Regions from separate parts of the Mus musculus genome. Here all the other regions are linked to region 1. The links are chromatin contacts, called in public Hi-C maps. All regions are on one chromosome and are shown on one strand. The core of a region is the stretch at or near the end of the contact, and the rest is flanking DNA. Distances in the headings are between cores, read along the strand shown.

Evidence for each region. Hi-C and Micro-C count contacts between places; a contact is called where the count stands out from the background.
Region 2: a Hi-C map of bone marrow-derived macrophages shows a contact between it and region 1, with 28 read pairs. The contact joins two enhancer-like sites. A contact is called at or near these places in 1 of 15 datasets of contacts at CTCF or cohesin (CD8 T cells), 2 of 484 Hi-C or Micro-C datasets (bone marrow-derived macrophages and embryonic cerebral cortex), 14 of 115 datasets of contacts at active chromatin or transcription factors (acute myeloid leukemia, bone marrow-derived dendritic cells, bone marrow-derived macrophages and 10 more) and 4 of 9 other capture datasets (adipose tissue, embryonic stem cells, liver and 1 more).
Region 3: a contact with region 1 is called in a Hi-C map of bone marrow-derived macrophages, with 33 read pairs. The contact joins two enhancer-like sites. A contact is called at or near these places in 3 of 484 Hi-C or Micro-C datasets (bone marrow-derived macrophages, embryonic fibroblasts and spermatogonial stem cells), 17 of 115 datasets of contacts at active chromatin or transcription factors (acute myeloid leukemia, bone marrow-derived macrophages, cardiomyocytes and 13 more) and 1 of 9 other capture datasets (embryonic stem cells).

The regions. Positions count from the first base shown.
Region 1 is chr3:84,342,223-84,347,306 of GRCm38.p6, forward strand. No RefSeq gene overlaps it. Among named protein-coding and RNA genes, the nearest start is that of 4930565D16Rik, 35 kb to the right of the region's middle. Within about 2 kb of position 2,924, at least 96 of the 459 cell types and tissues checked have an H3K27ac peak or open chromatin away from gene starts, as enhancers often do. A contact at or near this core is called in bone marrow-derived macrophages, where this site is marked.
Region 2 is chr3:84,566,714-84,571,797 of GRCm38.p6, forward strand. The region is part of intron 1 of Arfip1 (ADP-ribosylation factor interacting protein 1); the gene reads right to left. Among named protein-coding and RNA genes, the nearest start is that of Gm35410, 13 kb to the right of the region's middle. Within about 2 kb of position 3,013, at least 29 of the 459 cell types and tissues checked have an H3K27ac peak or open chromatin away from gene starts, as enhancers often do. A contact at or near this core is called in bone marrow-derived macrophages, where this site is marked.
Region 3 is chr3:84,502,522-84,507,605 of GRCm38.p6, forward strand. All of the region lies in intron 8 of Arfip1 (ADP-ribosylation factor interacting protein 1), which reads right to left. Among named protein-coding and RNA genes, the nearest start is that of Fhdc1, 26 kb to the left of the region's middle. Within about 2 kb of position 1,985, at least 36 of the 459 cell types and tissues checked have an H3K27ac peak or open chromatin away from gene starts, as enhancers often do. A contact at or near this core is called in bone marrow-derived macrophages, where this site is marked.

The sequences.
Region 1 (5,084 bases), core at 1,674-4,173:
AAGTTCAAGGCCAGTCTGGTCAACTCAGAAAGAGCTTGTCTCAAATGAAATTCTTTTTTTGTTTGTTTTCTAGAGCATTATCCTAGCATGCATGAGGCCCTAAACTCAACCCCCAGTATAAGAAATAAATAGAAAAGGCACCTGGGTGTATGGAATATCCTACTACATCTTGCAGACTCCGTCTTAGACTCTGGGAGCACACCGTCCCAGGGTGCTGCCGTCACAGTTTGTCCCAGTATGTACTCAGTGGCGTTCAGTGGATTATACTGAATTAGCATAGTGCAAATAGAAAAATCAAGTGACTTGAGCCAGATGTGACCTTCCTGCATGCCACCTTCCCTGGGCCTGTCTTTAGAGACTGTGGCATCCCTCGTCCTTATTGGCACCAGGTTAGGCCTTTGCCATCGATCTTTGCAGTTCGCTGCAAGAAGTCTCTGCTTCCTTTCTCAGCCACCGGCCAGTCAAAGCCAGGACAATAACTAGTCTAAGCCAGGTTGCTCTCAAAACTGCTGTTTGCTGGAGGTGGAGAGAAGGCCCAGTGGCTAAGAGCACTTGTTGCTTTTGTAGAGGATCCCGGTTTGATTTTTCAGCACCCATGTGGTGGCTCACAAGCACCCATGATTTCCGTCCAGGGAATCTGACACCATCTTTGCAACTCCGCAAGCACCAGGCACGCACCTGGCACGTATACTTGCAGGCAAAACTCTCATCCACATAAAACATAATTATCTTTAAAAAAAATGGTGTTTTTTAAAGTTACTTCTTCATGGAAAGGCTTGACACTGGCCTGTACTCTTCAGGATTACGCTGAAGAGCTGACATGAGCCCACGGGGCCTACTTGGTGTAACACTGCTGCTTCTTCCAGTCTCCTACGCATATACTCCCTATCCCCAGTGATCAGCACCCCCCCCCCATCCTCCTATGCCTCCAAGCTTTTCCCAAGATGCCCCTTGGTTGACTGGGTCTCACATCCCTCCTCTACTCCATCCCATACTTCCGTGTCTTCCCACTGTGTTTCTGAGTCCGTTACTATAGAAGTGTCCCTAACTTTCCCGGACCCTGTTTCGGACTCTCTCTGTGCCCCAGACAGGCCTCTGCCAGAAAGCCGGTGTCACTGTGGGGGTGTGAACTGCTTGGTGCAGAAAGTACCAGGATGGTGTAGACTATGGGATCTCTTAGGGAAGCCTATGTGCTATCTGCCGGCGCTCGGCATGGTGCCTGGTACAAACGGTGTCCCCAACAAATACTAAGGGATTGAATGAGGAGATCCAGGGCCTGGGAGAAAGGAGTGGAGAAAATTGCCTGTGCTGCCGTGCAGGCCGTGGAGCTGGCTCTTGTCCTCTCTGAGAACCTGTGTTTCACCTTCACTGCCTTCTCCCCTTCCTTGGTGTGCTCCATATTCCAGCACAGAACCACTTCTGCTGAAGGATGCAGCACTGTTGGGGAGAGAGGCATGATCTCAAAGGTATGCTTGTTCATCTCTCTCTTGACCCATTTCTGCCTAAGTGTCTAAAGCTCTAGTTGTATTGGATACTGTGTGATATACACTCTACGAACAGGAAAACAATAAGAAAAAACGAAGTGTGTGCCTGGGGGAACCACGGTTTTAAAATAGTGCCAAATTGCGTATGGTAGTGCATGCCTATGACCCTACCTGGGAGGGCCCCGGCACTCTAGAGGTAGAGGCCAAGAGATCAGGAGTTTAAGGCTAACCTCAGCTACCTAACAATTAAGACCACATTGGGTTACATCAGACCCCATCACAAAAACCGAAAACAAACAGAAAAGAAAGCAGTACCTATAATATAAAAGTACCACCTGAGGTTATAATGAGCATCTTCAGACTGAGTGCAGATGATATTTAAGTCCACCGACTTCCCAACTCCCTCTGCATACCCACAGAGAGGTCAGATTGGCCAGCTGGCTTGTCCCCCTTTCTACCTCCGATCCATCCCTGCCCGGCTCTGTGCCATAAGACCAGGGCATCTATGGCTTGACTTAGGCACTTATTGGCTTGGGCCGCCACACAGAATGTCTACTAGTGAACTGCAGGGGTGGAGAAGTTTGTGTTTGCTTCCAGATTCCAGGTCAACAGAACTTCTAGCCAGAGCACAAAGGACTGGAACTAGGCAAGTTTCCTTAGGGAGTGTGGTCTTTGTAGCTCTGAGAGAGTTGTCTTTATAAATGCCACCATTCCAAAAACAGAGGAAGCCGGAGAGGAGTCTAGACTGTGGGGGTGACACTGGGTCTCTTGGGACACATGTAGATGATGCCAGGTGACACTTTCTTACGGCCCCACTACCAGCCTCTTTATCCACACCCACTCAACCGATTTAGTCCCTGGCAATGAACTTAACCAACGATGGCCCCCCAAACACTGTCTCCCTGATGTAACCTTCTTCATGCCATCTGGGGTGCTTTATTCTTTTATTCTGATGCCTAAACAACTAGTTTGGACCATGCCATCTCTCAGAAAAATCGTCACTACAAATCAACAGCTGCAGGATAAAGAATGTTCTAACTGTTTGCCTCACACGGGGGTCAAACACAGTGCTAAGCACTTCCACATGCGCTGCCTAATTTAATCTTCCTTAAAACCCTGAGGTAGCAAGCACAATGCTCTTCGTCGGATAGATAACAAACTGATTACTGAGAAGTTTCGAAATTTGCCCAAGGTTACACTCATTCTTGACTGCCAAGGCGGAGATTTAGACTTGAAGACGCCAGGATGCTTGCCCTTAACCACCAGACACGACTACTGTGAGAACTCAGTCAAACCTGTCATCCCCTTTAACCCTGAATTTCCTTCAGTGAAAATCAGAGGGCAAGATGAAATCTTTTGAAAAAGTCCCAGTTGTCCCTGACGCTGCACAAGTTCTCCTGAAGAGCCGGGTTTACCCCGGCTTACCAGTAGATGGCGCACAGCCAGCAATACAATCAGCTTGCAGCCGCTCCAGGGGGAAGCGTGATTTCCTCTGAGCTTTGCCTGACCGGCGTGGGAATGGAATGGAAATGTGTTCCCAGTGGTAAATGGTGCAAACCCACACAACTTCCACGTGGTAGAGCCGAGAGCTTAGCGAGTGAGATTGACTCGTAAGGGCACGACACTGCCGTAGCTGCTGTTCAATTGACAGGAGACCCTGGGGGTCCTCTCAGTGACTCCTGCCATCTCTCCCCTTCTGAGGAGATAGGACATGCACTCAAAAGAATTAAGTAGCTGCTTGCCACACCAGCACGAGTTTTCTTAACCAATGAAAGAGACAGTTATTGTCACCAACTCAAACCCACTTTATAAGACTCCGGGGAAGCCTCAGACAGCCAGCCCCATGCCCATGTTTGGAAATAAACTGGGCGTGGCTTCCTCCCAACACCCCCACCCCCACCCCACCCCCCGCCGATAGATTTGTGGTTGTGTTCGCTGGCTTCCTACAGAGGCTTTGAGTCTCTAGCTGGACATTTCAAGGAGAACCAGAGACTATAGACAGCTTCACAACACACATGCCAGGAAATGCTGGGCCCCCGAGAAGCCACAGACTTGTCCTCAGTATATGGTTAGAGTAAGAGACATGCTGGTCACACTAACTATGCCTGGCACATCGCCATGTCCTGAGACAAACCCTGAAAGATGGAAATGGGACTTCAATAGAGACCTGCGAAGGGAAGGGAAAATGGTGAGAACAAGGCTTCTTCCACCTTAACGTTCAGCATGTGCGCTCTTGTGCACACAGGTCGGGTCATAAAACTGGTAGTAACATCCGCACATTGTCGTCTTCCAAGGAGAGTGGGTAAAGCTGAAGGAGGCAGGCGGATCTGTTTCATGAGAGTACAGAATCTCAAACTGCAAGGTTACTGTTACCTCTGCCCCTACTGCAGTATAAACCTGTATTCATCTGGAAGTATCTGGAAGGAGATGCTGGCTCCCCAACGTTCCTTCAGTAGCCACAGCTCCCCCACTCTGCTTCACCCACAAGCAGAGTAAGAAATGGGCCCACAGTCTGGGCTAACTTCTATTTAAGCAAAGCAGTAAAATTGTTTGCCAGCAAGAAGTACATCTTCCCAGTCATCACGCTCTTTGTAACAGTTTTCTAAGTTTTTACACTGGAAGAGAAACAAGGCCTATCAGCTATTGAAAAGTAATTTTTAAAAAGTAAAACGATTAATCTGGGTGCTGTGTGGCACATGCCTACAATTGCTGTACTTGGGAGGCTGAGCCAGGAGGACTGCTGGGGGTTCAAATGGAGCACAGGCTACACAGCAAAATCCTGTCTTAAGAGAAAAAGAAAAGAAGAAAGAAAATAAAAATATCTCTTTGAAAGCCACTGAGGTTGGTGTAAGATTGAGGAGTTCTCAGTCCCTCTTCAGCAAGTTTGCCCAGACTCTGAGGAGCTGGAAGGCTCTGAATCCAGCATCAACATGCCAGTGGGGGGCAATTAGCCCTGAGTCAGGGCTGCATGTCGGGAGCTGATAGGACTTTAATGGATACGTCCCACTGTGGGAAGAAATCTGCTTTTCCACTACCTCCTGGTCAATGACCATGGCTTGCCTGTGTTTATGAGCCTGGAGTCTTGTCAGACTGATCAAGTAAAAAGATACGTGTGGCTCCTTGGATCCGACCATCTCCCCTGGAACTGACTGCTCTTCCCAATGCCACAATGTCAGCTGCACGAGAACAAAGCTCGAAGACATTGCTTGAGGAGAACCAAGACACCATCTGGTGGTCGTCTCCTATAAATCTTCCCCTCACGGGCAAATAAATGCCTTGCACAAAGGAAACTGGCTTTGTGATTTGTAGGCTGCAGGGAACCAGGCTGTGTGACCAGGGAACCAAAACTAGACACGTCTCAGAATAGCCAGCTTTCTGGAGTGATTTAAAGTACTTAAACTTTAAAGTTTATTGGCTGATTTAAAGTACTTGTTTATTTCGTTTTGGGGGTGCTGCTATTTGAATCCAGGGCCTTGGGTATGCTAAGTACAGGCTCTACCATGGATCCACCCCTACCCCAAATTTTATATCAGCATCTGAAACAGGAAGCCCAGAGGCAGCTTCCATCTGAGGAAACTCTCAGCATGAAACAAAGAATCT
Region 2 (5,084 bases), core at 1,763-4,262, 220 kb after region 1:
CAGTTAAGAGCACCGACTGCTCTTCCAGAGGTCCTGAGTTCAACTTCCGGCAACCACAGGGTGGCTCACAACCATCTGTAATGGGATCTGATGCCTTCTTCTGGTGTGTCTAAAGACAGCTAGTGTACTCATACATAAAATAAATAAATCTTTAAAAAAGAAGGAGGATGAGGAGGGGAAGAGGAGGAGGGGGAGAAGGAGGGGGAGGGGGAAGGGGAGGGGAAGGAGGAGGAGGAGGGGGAGGAGGGGGGAGGGAGAGGATGGGAGGGGAAGGAGGAGGGGGAGGGGAGGGAGAGGAGGGGAGGGGAAGGAGGAGGGGGAGGGGGAGGAGGGGAGGGGAGGAGGAGGAGGAGGAGGAAGAGGATACAAAATGGCTGAGTGAGATTTAGCCCAAGAGCACAGGATTGGTTCAATTAGAAAAATGTATTAATATATACCATCCTCATAAATTTAACAGGGTAAACATAGTCTTTTCCAAGTATACCGAGATGGAGTATAGATGGCAAAATTAAACACTCATTCAAAATTAAATACTCAAAGAAATAGAAATATAACTGAAAGCATCTTAGTACAAGCATGTGTTGTATCTTATTTAATAAAGAAATAACAGGCATTTCCACTAAGATTGAGAATAAGGCAAAAATTTCAGCCATCTCCACTATTATTCAACATTATACTAGAAGTCTTGACCATTCCAAACAGTTAAGAGAAATTAGAGTAATAATAAAGAACTTTATCTCTATTTGCAAACAATAGGCAGTATATGTCCCCCTAAAAAAATCGATGATAAAAGGAATTCAAAACAAAATCAGCCTGAATATGTAACAACAATCAGTAGGCCAAATGACAGAAAAAAAATCCCATTTGTAATAACAAGACTAAATAGTAATAAAATAAGCAATGTGTAAATGCACACTGTAGCATTCTTTACGACCATAAAACACTGGAAATCATCTATGTCTATACATACAAAAGTGACTAAACTACATCTAAACCAGGCAAGTTCAACTTTTGACACTGTGAAGTGTTGCCATTCACAAGCTTCATGCTCAAGAACCTTATAGCTAAGTTTAGAAAAAAAGTGTCATGATGTCCTAAGTTTACAGTTTTGTGCTGAGCCACATTTATAGCTACCCGTGGCCCATGTAGCTCACAAGCCATAGGTTGGACATGTCTGAAACCTTGAAACTGCTCACTGAAAAAAAAGTCTGACAAGCTCATTTTGCTACCTCTATCTAAGAAGGAACATAAGAAACTGGGCAGGAAGCATAACTCGGAAACAAGGTAGATGGTTCCTCTACAGGGGCAGTGAGAAAATGGTGGCATGAGGAGTTGGGAGGATGGTGAGGTACTGACACCTCTAGCTACAGTTTTAAAACTAACTCTGACTCTTAGAGTCATAATAATGCTCACATACCCTTGAAAATAATTTTAATGAAAACTATAACTAACAGGGTGAGTAGAAACTGAAAAACAGAAATACTAAGAAGTCAATCTGTGTAGTAGACAGATAACTAAGCAAGCAGAGAAGAAAAGAAAATCAAATGGAGTGGACAGATGGTCACGAAGCAAATGTGTACCCCACACGTGGGAGAAGCAGGAGGGGCAGCACTTCAAGATCAGACTCAGCTGTGCACAGCAGGAGGCTACCTAAAGGTTAAATGAAAATCTGTGTAAAAGGAAAAAAGGAATACAAGAAAATATAGATATTGGGAACTTCATTTCAAACTGTCACAGGGAAGTTATAAGAGAGGAAAATGCTAACACAAACCCTGTGAGGTTGACCTGGAATCAAACTTTTAATATGTCTGCATATACGGGCGTTAGGTTCTCTCTGTACTGAGGAGTCTAGAAAGACTAAGTATACTTGCGCCCTAAGTCTTGGTCTCTAAACAGCATTCTCCAATGAAAAGAATAAAGATTCGGGGACAAACATTTCACTCTAAGGATGAGTCAAGAAAAACAGAAGAGACTACAATATCATCTAGTCAGAAAAATAAGGAAAATTTCCAAAAAGAATGGGAACACATCCAAAGAAAACAGGTGTGAGCTGAAGGAGCCACTAGTTGCTAAAGTTGGCTTAAATTGAGTAACAGCAACAAAACAGCATTTAAGGAAACAGACTAACAGGAGCCAGCCCTTAACAACATTCGCAAATAAATAAGTAAATGGGGAAAAGACCCTCGGAACTGAAAATACGAACGGAAGCAGATGGTGAGATGGCACAATGGGTTTAAAGCCTTGCTGTGCAAACCTGAGGTCCAACCCCAGCACCCACATAAAAAGCTGGGCATGGTCATGTTGCGTTGGGGAGGCAAGGATTGCTGAAGCGTCCTGGCCTCCAGGCCAGCTTCAAGCTCAATAAGTAGGAATCAGTCGCAAAGGGATGAAGTGGAGAGTGGGTGAGCAGAGCTCTGAAAGCCTCCTCTGGGGGTTCTGAGAATGCACAGCAAGCTGGCACCCAACTGTGCTCATACACCATCCATCCAATGATACAACTGGCGGGCGGAGGCACCAGTTCCTCAAGTCTGAGGCCAGTTTTGGCTACATCTTGAGTTTCTGGGATACACAGTGAGACTTTTATCTTCAAAGGGGGTCGCAGATTGAGAAAGAGAACGGGAAACAGGATCATCAGGTTAACACCACAAACATTGCAGACCACACCCACTTGATAGATGCTAAAATTAGAAGGCCAATTTTTGAGAAAAAATGGATCAAGGTTGGTTTTCCAGATTTTCCCACAATATACTTACCAACTAAAAGAAAAAAAAAAAAACAGTAACTTCAGAGTGGAAAAATTCAGCATTCAAACTCAAAGAGACCAAGGAACTATGACAAATGAGATATATTGTTTTCGTGGTATTCTTGCTAAAAATGTGTGGGCCTGAACTAATCATGAAAGCAAAATAAACACAAATGAAGAGACCGTCTGGGGTGACGTGACTATGAAGAGCCTCCAGAGGCTCATAGATTTGAATGTCTAGTCATCAGGGAGCTGCACTATTGGAGAAGACTTGGGAGGTGTGGCCTTGTTGGAGGAAGTGTTTCACTGGGTTTGGGTTTCAAAGGCCCATGCCAGACCCAGTATGCATGCACACACATGAGCATGTGTGCGCCTGAGCATGTTCTCTCCCCCCACAGAACTCCGAGCTACCTCTCCAGCACCCTATCCACCTGAGTGCTGCCATGCCCCCCGCCCCCGTGATGATAATGACCTCCCTGTGAAGCTGAAGCAAGGCCACAATTAATGCTTTCTTTTATTTATAGATGGATGAATAGATGCCTTTGTCACAGTGTCTCTTCATAGCAATAGAACAGTCACTAAGGCACAGTCTATAAACTATCTGATTATACTTGTCAAAAAGTATAATTTTCATGACAAACAAAGGAAATTTACAGAGTAGAAAAGACTATGGAAGCTGGACATAGTGGCACACACCATTAATCACAGCATTCGGGAGGCAGAGGTAGGGACATCTCAGTGAGTTTGAGACCAGCCTGATCTACTAAGTGAGTTTCAGGACAGTTAGAGCTATATATTGAGACCCTACCTCAAAAAGGAAAGGAAAGGGGAAAGGGGAAAGGGGAAAGGAAGAGGAGAAAAGTATGGAACCGGAACTAAATTCAGTGCAGGTTCCTTCCTAGACAGGATCCTATAATTGAAAAATAGTAGTTAAAAATTTAGGCTAATTTCAACAAGGGTAGCTTATCAATAATGTTATACTAATGTTGATTATTTGCTCTTGATAATTACAGTTATGTAAGACATTAGCAATAAGGGGAACAGGGTGAGCAATATAAGAAATTCATTTTACAACTGTTAAAGAACCTAAAATTAGAACAAGGGCTTTAAATAATAAGCATTTCTAAGCAGAAGTGGAGAAGTTGCCTTGAGCTAGAAGGGGAAATTTCTTCCGCTGAGATCGGACTGGAAAGAAAAGGCCTACAGATGGAAAGTGAAAGACAGCTCAGGCCCTCATTTCTCTTATCTTCTCTCTGGTGAGAAGGGAGTAACTGTCTCCAAGATCAAACAGTAGCAATTAGGAAACTATGAGACAACTAAATAAATGATCAAGGCAGACAGAGGCTACAACATATCTGAGAATTGCAGAGATATTAAATCCATGCAATTTTACCTGTCCCATTCTATTCCATGCTTATTTTTTAAAGTTATGTTTATCCGTAACTTAGATGACTAATACACATATGTGGGCATGAGACCTAAAAAGCCATGTTCGTGGGGATGGAGAGATGGCTCAGCTGTTAAGAGCACACACTGCTCTTGTAGAGGACCTAAGTTTGGTTTCCAGCACCCATTTCAGGTCGCTCACAACCACCTGTAACCCTGTTCCAGAGGAACTTAGCACCTCTGACCTCTGTAGACTCAGACCCAGACACACACACACACACACACACACAAGCACACACATGCACACACTTTAAAAAAAAATAATAAAGTTAATGAGACAGGCATAGTGGTGCAGGCCTTTAATACCAGGAATCAATAGGCAGAATTAGGCAGATCGCTGAGTTCAAGGCAAGCCTGGTCTCCATAGCAAGTTCTAGGAAAGCGAGGGCAAAACAGAGAAACTTATCTTGCAAAACAAAAAAAGTTAGGGACTTGTAATTTGTGCTGTGTGTGTGTCTGTGTCTGCAGACATATACATATATACATACACATGACAGGCAGGATGATTATTTAAGCCTCAAACCTTACCAGTTTAAGGCTAATGAGTGCCTGTCTGTCTGTCTCTCCCTCTCCCTCCCCCCCGCCCCCACACTAAGCCATCCATTTTCTGCTAGAGGCATATCTCAAGTGGTAGTCTGTAGTGCTCTGAATTAGCAAGGCCATGAAGTAAAGCCTACCCACTCTCACAAAAAAAGATACACCTTTTCTGAACTTTATAGAAGGGTAACTCTTTTTTCTTTTCTTTCTTTTTGTTTTTTCCTGATAAGTTTTTCTCTGTGTAGCCCTGGCTGTCCCCGAACTCACTCTGTAGACCAGGCTGGCCTCAATCTGAGAGATCTGCCTGCCTCTGCCTTCTGAGTGCTAGAATTAAGGCATGCCATTGCCTGGCTAAATT
Region 3 (5,084 bases), core at 735-3,234, 160 kb after region 1:
TCACAGAGCAGTGACCACTGACTAAATGCCGGGCACTTTAGATTCATCCATGGGGTGTTTCTGTGAGGGTAACTAAAGCCAGTAGCAGTGCAATACAACCAAATGCTGTACTGAAGAAGGGTCTGGTGACATGGGGAGGGGACAGATGGGAAGGAAGAAATATGAAAGTTGTTAGGGAAATGAAGCCATGTATGTCATTCGCACGAACACCTGAGTTCTTAAAGCTAGTTTTCAAAAGAAGCTAGGTGAGTAAGCAGCAGTCCTCTAGACGAGTTTGATGGCCATGGGCTTGAGAGCACTGGATACACTGAGGTCCAGAGACAGGCTAAAGCAGACATTTCCCAGAAATGGTCCAGAAAACAGTGAACAGAATCCCTCTCACACCATGTCTTCATTCCTGACCTGTACAGAGTCAGTTCTAACCACTCAGGTGCTCCTGGATGCAGAAGGACAGTGTTGGGAGTGTAGGCGGGTATTATGGGAAGTTAACTCTTTAAAGGTCTCGATCAGACCACACCGCTCCCTGAGCTAGTGACAAAATAGAGACAAGAGTGGACAGAGTCACCCAGGGAGCAGAAAGCCTTGTGCTCTGGCATTTGGACACTGTGTAATATAGAACTGACTGAAAGCAAAGGCCCATTCACAGTCACCACTATTCACAAAACTGTTTTCTTAAATAAAGCAATGTATTATGGACATCATGGAAAACTAAATTTTAAGAAAAATTATGAGTCTAAATTACAAAATTCTGATCTCATTTACCTAGGAGAAATGTTTTAATGAAATTTATAAATTCTTTTAAAAACTGCAAGCAGTAACATGCTCAGCTTTAAGGAGGAGGAAGGGCTGGGCAAAGCTCATTCCGAGTACCTGCTTAGCATGTGTAAGCCAAGGGTTCAATGCAGTTCCACAAAGAGAAAAATCTGGATTTTTAGTTTAAGAGGACAGAAAACCAGAATGCTTTTTAAGTTTAAGATTTTTTTTTTTAAATCACCCTTATCAAGTAGTTGTTTTGACCACACATAACAAAGCACAGACAAGTTCTGACAGGAGCAAAGTGCCAAGTTACGACAAGAACCCAGAAAGCTCCCAAGAAGCAGAGTTCAACTCAAACACTGCTATTATCTTGAGATTTTACTCCGAACTCTTCTCAAAATATAACTAATCCAAGAGACAGAAACTATTAAGATTTAGTCTAGGACAGTAGTACCCCATTTCTAACCTCAAACTGACCTCTTATATACAACACAAAATTACAACATCTGGCAAACCAACTTGGAAGATGCTCAAGGCTAGCAGTATCAGTGAAATGTGGAGCTGAGAAGCCCACAGACACCACCACCATTTATAGAATAGTGCAGCACCATGGATTAGAAGCACACACATTTGTAGGCAAGTCCTCTTGAAAGTAGAAGACAGTTCTATTTATTACATTCTACCATATCCACCAGAAACCTGAAACTCCAACTCTACCCTGCACATAAACTGGCTACTTCTAACCAGGAAGAATCAGAAGACATACATGCCTATGAAGTCCTAACATTTAAGTAGTGGGGATAGGAGGAGAGTTAGAAACTCAAGGTAACTCTCAGCTATACTGTGAGTTCAAGGCTAACTAGCCTGGGCTACATGAGACACTGTCTCTAAAACCCAAACACCAAATCCCTAAACCTATCAACCAAGCATCTGCCCTTAGAGCACATTACTTTGTTGGAAATAGGAGTGCAACTGGTAAGTAACCTGGTCAGCCTGATGTGGCTGTCCTGCAGCTCAGGCCATCTCCACTCATCTTCTCAAACTGCTCTAAGCAGTTCTGGGTAAGGCAGATTTAGATAAGTCTAATTTCAAAATCAACCCTCAATTCACAGTTCTCTTTGCTCATAGTTCATGGACATTTTTGTCTGATTCTGAAGGGAGGGGGAGGCAATACCACAACCACAAAACACTTCCCCTTTACTTGGATTTAGAAGAAAACACAGTAATGTGGAAGGCATTTAGCCCCAAGCTGGAAACACTACCCATGAGCACATAGCGTCTTCCTCCTTTGTCGTGTAAGGACGACGGAGGTAGCCCGTGCTTGCGTTAGCTCACTTTCTCCCTTAGCACACAACTGGTCACCAGGCTTTGCAGCAACCCGGGAATCACAGGCCCTGGCTGTACTCGGAAAATAGAACTCTAGTTTGAGACTTAATTTGGAGAAATGGTGAGGCATGTTATTAAAAGGATATTCTAGCTGTATATATTTTCCTTTTTCCTTAGAAGAAAATTTAACTTGAAACATCTCTGTGTGTGTGTCCACATAGACCAGAGCAAATGTGTAACACTCCAAGGACAAACCGCAGCAGTTACTTCTCTCCTTACACCGTGGAGCTCTCCAGGAGTAAATCTGTCACCTGCTGAAACATCTCATTAGTCCAGTATTTGCTTTGAAAAAGGAGGGACTGGGTTTTGTTTGTTTGTTTGTTTCTGTGGCTTTTTAGGTGGAGTGTCATCATCTTACTGTATCGCCCATGCTGGTCTAGAACTCATGATCCTCCTGCTTCAGCCTCTTGAGCAGCTGAGATTACAGCTATACCTGGCTTAGGTAGAACATTTATATGGATTAAAAAATTTAATATGGCTGTGTGTGGTGGTACACACCTTTAATCCCAGCACCCGGGAGGCAGAAGCAGGTGGTCTCTGAGTTCAAGGCCACCCTGTTCTACAGATGAGTTCTAGAACAGCCATGGATACAAAGAGAAACCCCAGAATGTAAAACTCCCTCCTGGAGAGAGGCTCAGAAGGCTCCCAAGAAAGCTACGAGTATCTTAAGACACTAAACCTTACCACAGAAGCGTCTCTATATCCATGCTCATTCACAGTCATTGTTTTACCACTGACAACAGCGAAGAGATAAAGCACCAAGTGGCCAGCAACAGATAAAGAAAATGGAGGACTTATATACAATGGAATTTTAGTCAGCTGTAAAAAAATAGGATCATAATATTTTTAGGAAAATGGATGGAAAAACATTAACCATTAGGTTAAGTAAAGCAAGACAGATTAAGAACGACAAATACTGCATATTCTGTCTTCCTGGTGAGTATAAAAAAGAAGTAAAAAGGAATAGGAAAGGTAGGGGAGGGGAGGGGAGGGGAGGGAAGGGAAGGGAAGAAACATGACTGCTCCTAGGTATGGTGGAGGAAAAGGTTTATTATAGATATGTGGGAGAGCATAGCCAGAGGCAGGAACTTCTGGAAGAGTGCAGAGTATACAAGACCCTGAACTATGTGAGGAGAGGGGGAGGGGGAAGAGAGGGGAGCCAGGTACAGTAGCCAGGAAGACCAAAGGAATGAGAGTGGGTGATCAAAATGACATGGATAAGCTACATGGATAAAGGAATGTTCACAGGATCCAAATGTAGGTAGATCACACACTTTTGTGCTCAGCATCACACATTAGGTGATCAAGAATGCTACCATTTTAGGCAAGAGTATAAACAACTATTGTTATATCAACCTCAGACTTGGAATAACTGATTTATTTATTTACAAGAATAACTGATTTTTTTAAATGTGAATTGTTCTTTTTGCTATTGAACTCTCTATCCAAAATCCAGTCTATCCTTCTCTGATCCCCACCATCTTTTAAGTCATTAAAATATAAACTAATGAAACAAACCTGCATTTGATGGTCATAGCTAATTAACAGTCTTAAGGTAAGACTAATTTTATCTTTCTTAAAAACAAACCCCTACCTTTTAGATTTGCACCCTAAATGGTTTTATTGGATGATTTTGAACATTTAACCCTATCCCCAACATATGCATTAGCTTTAAATACCTGCCATTTGCCTTCTCTTTCCTAGTGCTGAGTTCTAGCATCCGGGCCTCAAGCACACTGGACAAGCTCCCTACCATTAGCTACACTCCCAGCCTCAGATTAACCTTGAACCATGTATCTCACATTCTTGGTGGCCCCAGCACACAAGAACTGTTTTAAACAAGTGAGCTGCTTGAGCTAATCTGCTTCTTTCTGTATCAACAATAAGCAAGAAAGCCAGTCAGAGCCAGTGGTTCAAGCCAGTGAGTCAGGCTCGATGGCTGAGCAGTTCCTGCAGTAGACCTCCACTGTGGGGAAGAGTGCACACATTGTGGTGAATGCCTGAACCATCATTGAATGTCAGGAAGGCTTAAAGGAGGGCTCGGTACCTATTTTCACAGACTCCCCAGAGCACCAAAAATGATGGGGTTTGTTCTTTTTACTAAAGTGGCCTATATTTTGCTTTGAGACTTGAAAGAACAAATGGCAGATAAACAAGCTGCTTTAGGTCACAAAATACCTCAAACAACATTATTTAAAGGTCTAAAAGGAGAAATGATGGAAGGTGAAACATTCCAAGAATCTACTTAACTCAGTCCTCACTGCTACAAACCCAGTGTTGTTTAGCAAACAACGAAGGGCACATCAGAGAGTAGTATAGATTGTGTAAGTTAAAGGCAAGCAACCACATCATGGGGAGGGAAGGCAGAAAACATAGATTAAAGTGGAACGTGGTTCTGACAAAGGAAGAATAACAAATTCAAATATGGCCATTTTTGTCCCTGATGTTCTTTCAGACAGGAACAATTCTGGGTCAGAGTTTTTGACTGTGGGATGACAACCCCATCCCTCCACTTGATGGCCTGTCTTTCTCCTGGAGGTAGACTCTACAAGTTTCCTCTCCCCACTGTATGCCCTGTTTTTTAAAGACAGGCTCTCTTCACTGAACTTGGAGCTTACTGCTCAGCTGTTGGCTGGCCAGTGACGCCCCCACCCCGCCCCAGCCCTATCCTCCTGTGTCTGCCTCACAGTGCCGAGGTTGCAAATGCATGCTGTGGATCTGAACTTAGGTCCTCATACATGCAGATACTTACACCCAAGTAATGGACTGAAGTTGGGGACCCCATGGTTGAATTAGGGAAGCTGAGGAGGAGAGCAACCCCATAGGAAGACCAGCAGTCTCAACTAACCTGGACCCCCAAGATCTCTCAAACACTGAGCCATGAACCAGGCAGCATACACCAGCTGATATGAGGTTCCTGACACATAGACAGCAGAGGATTG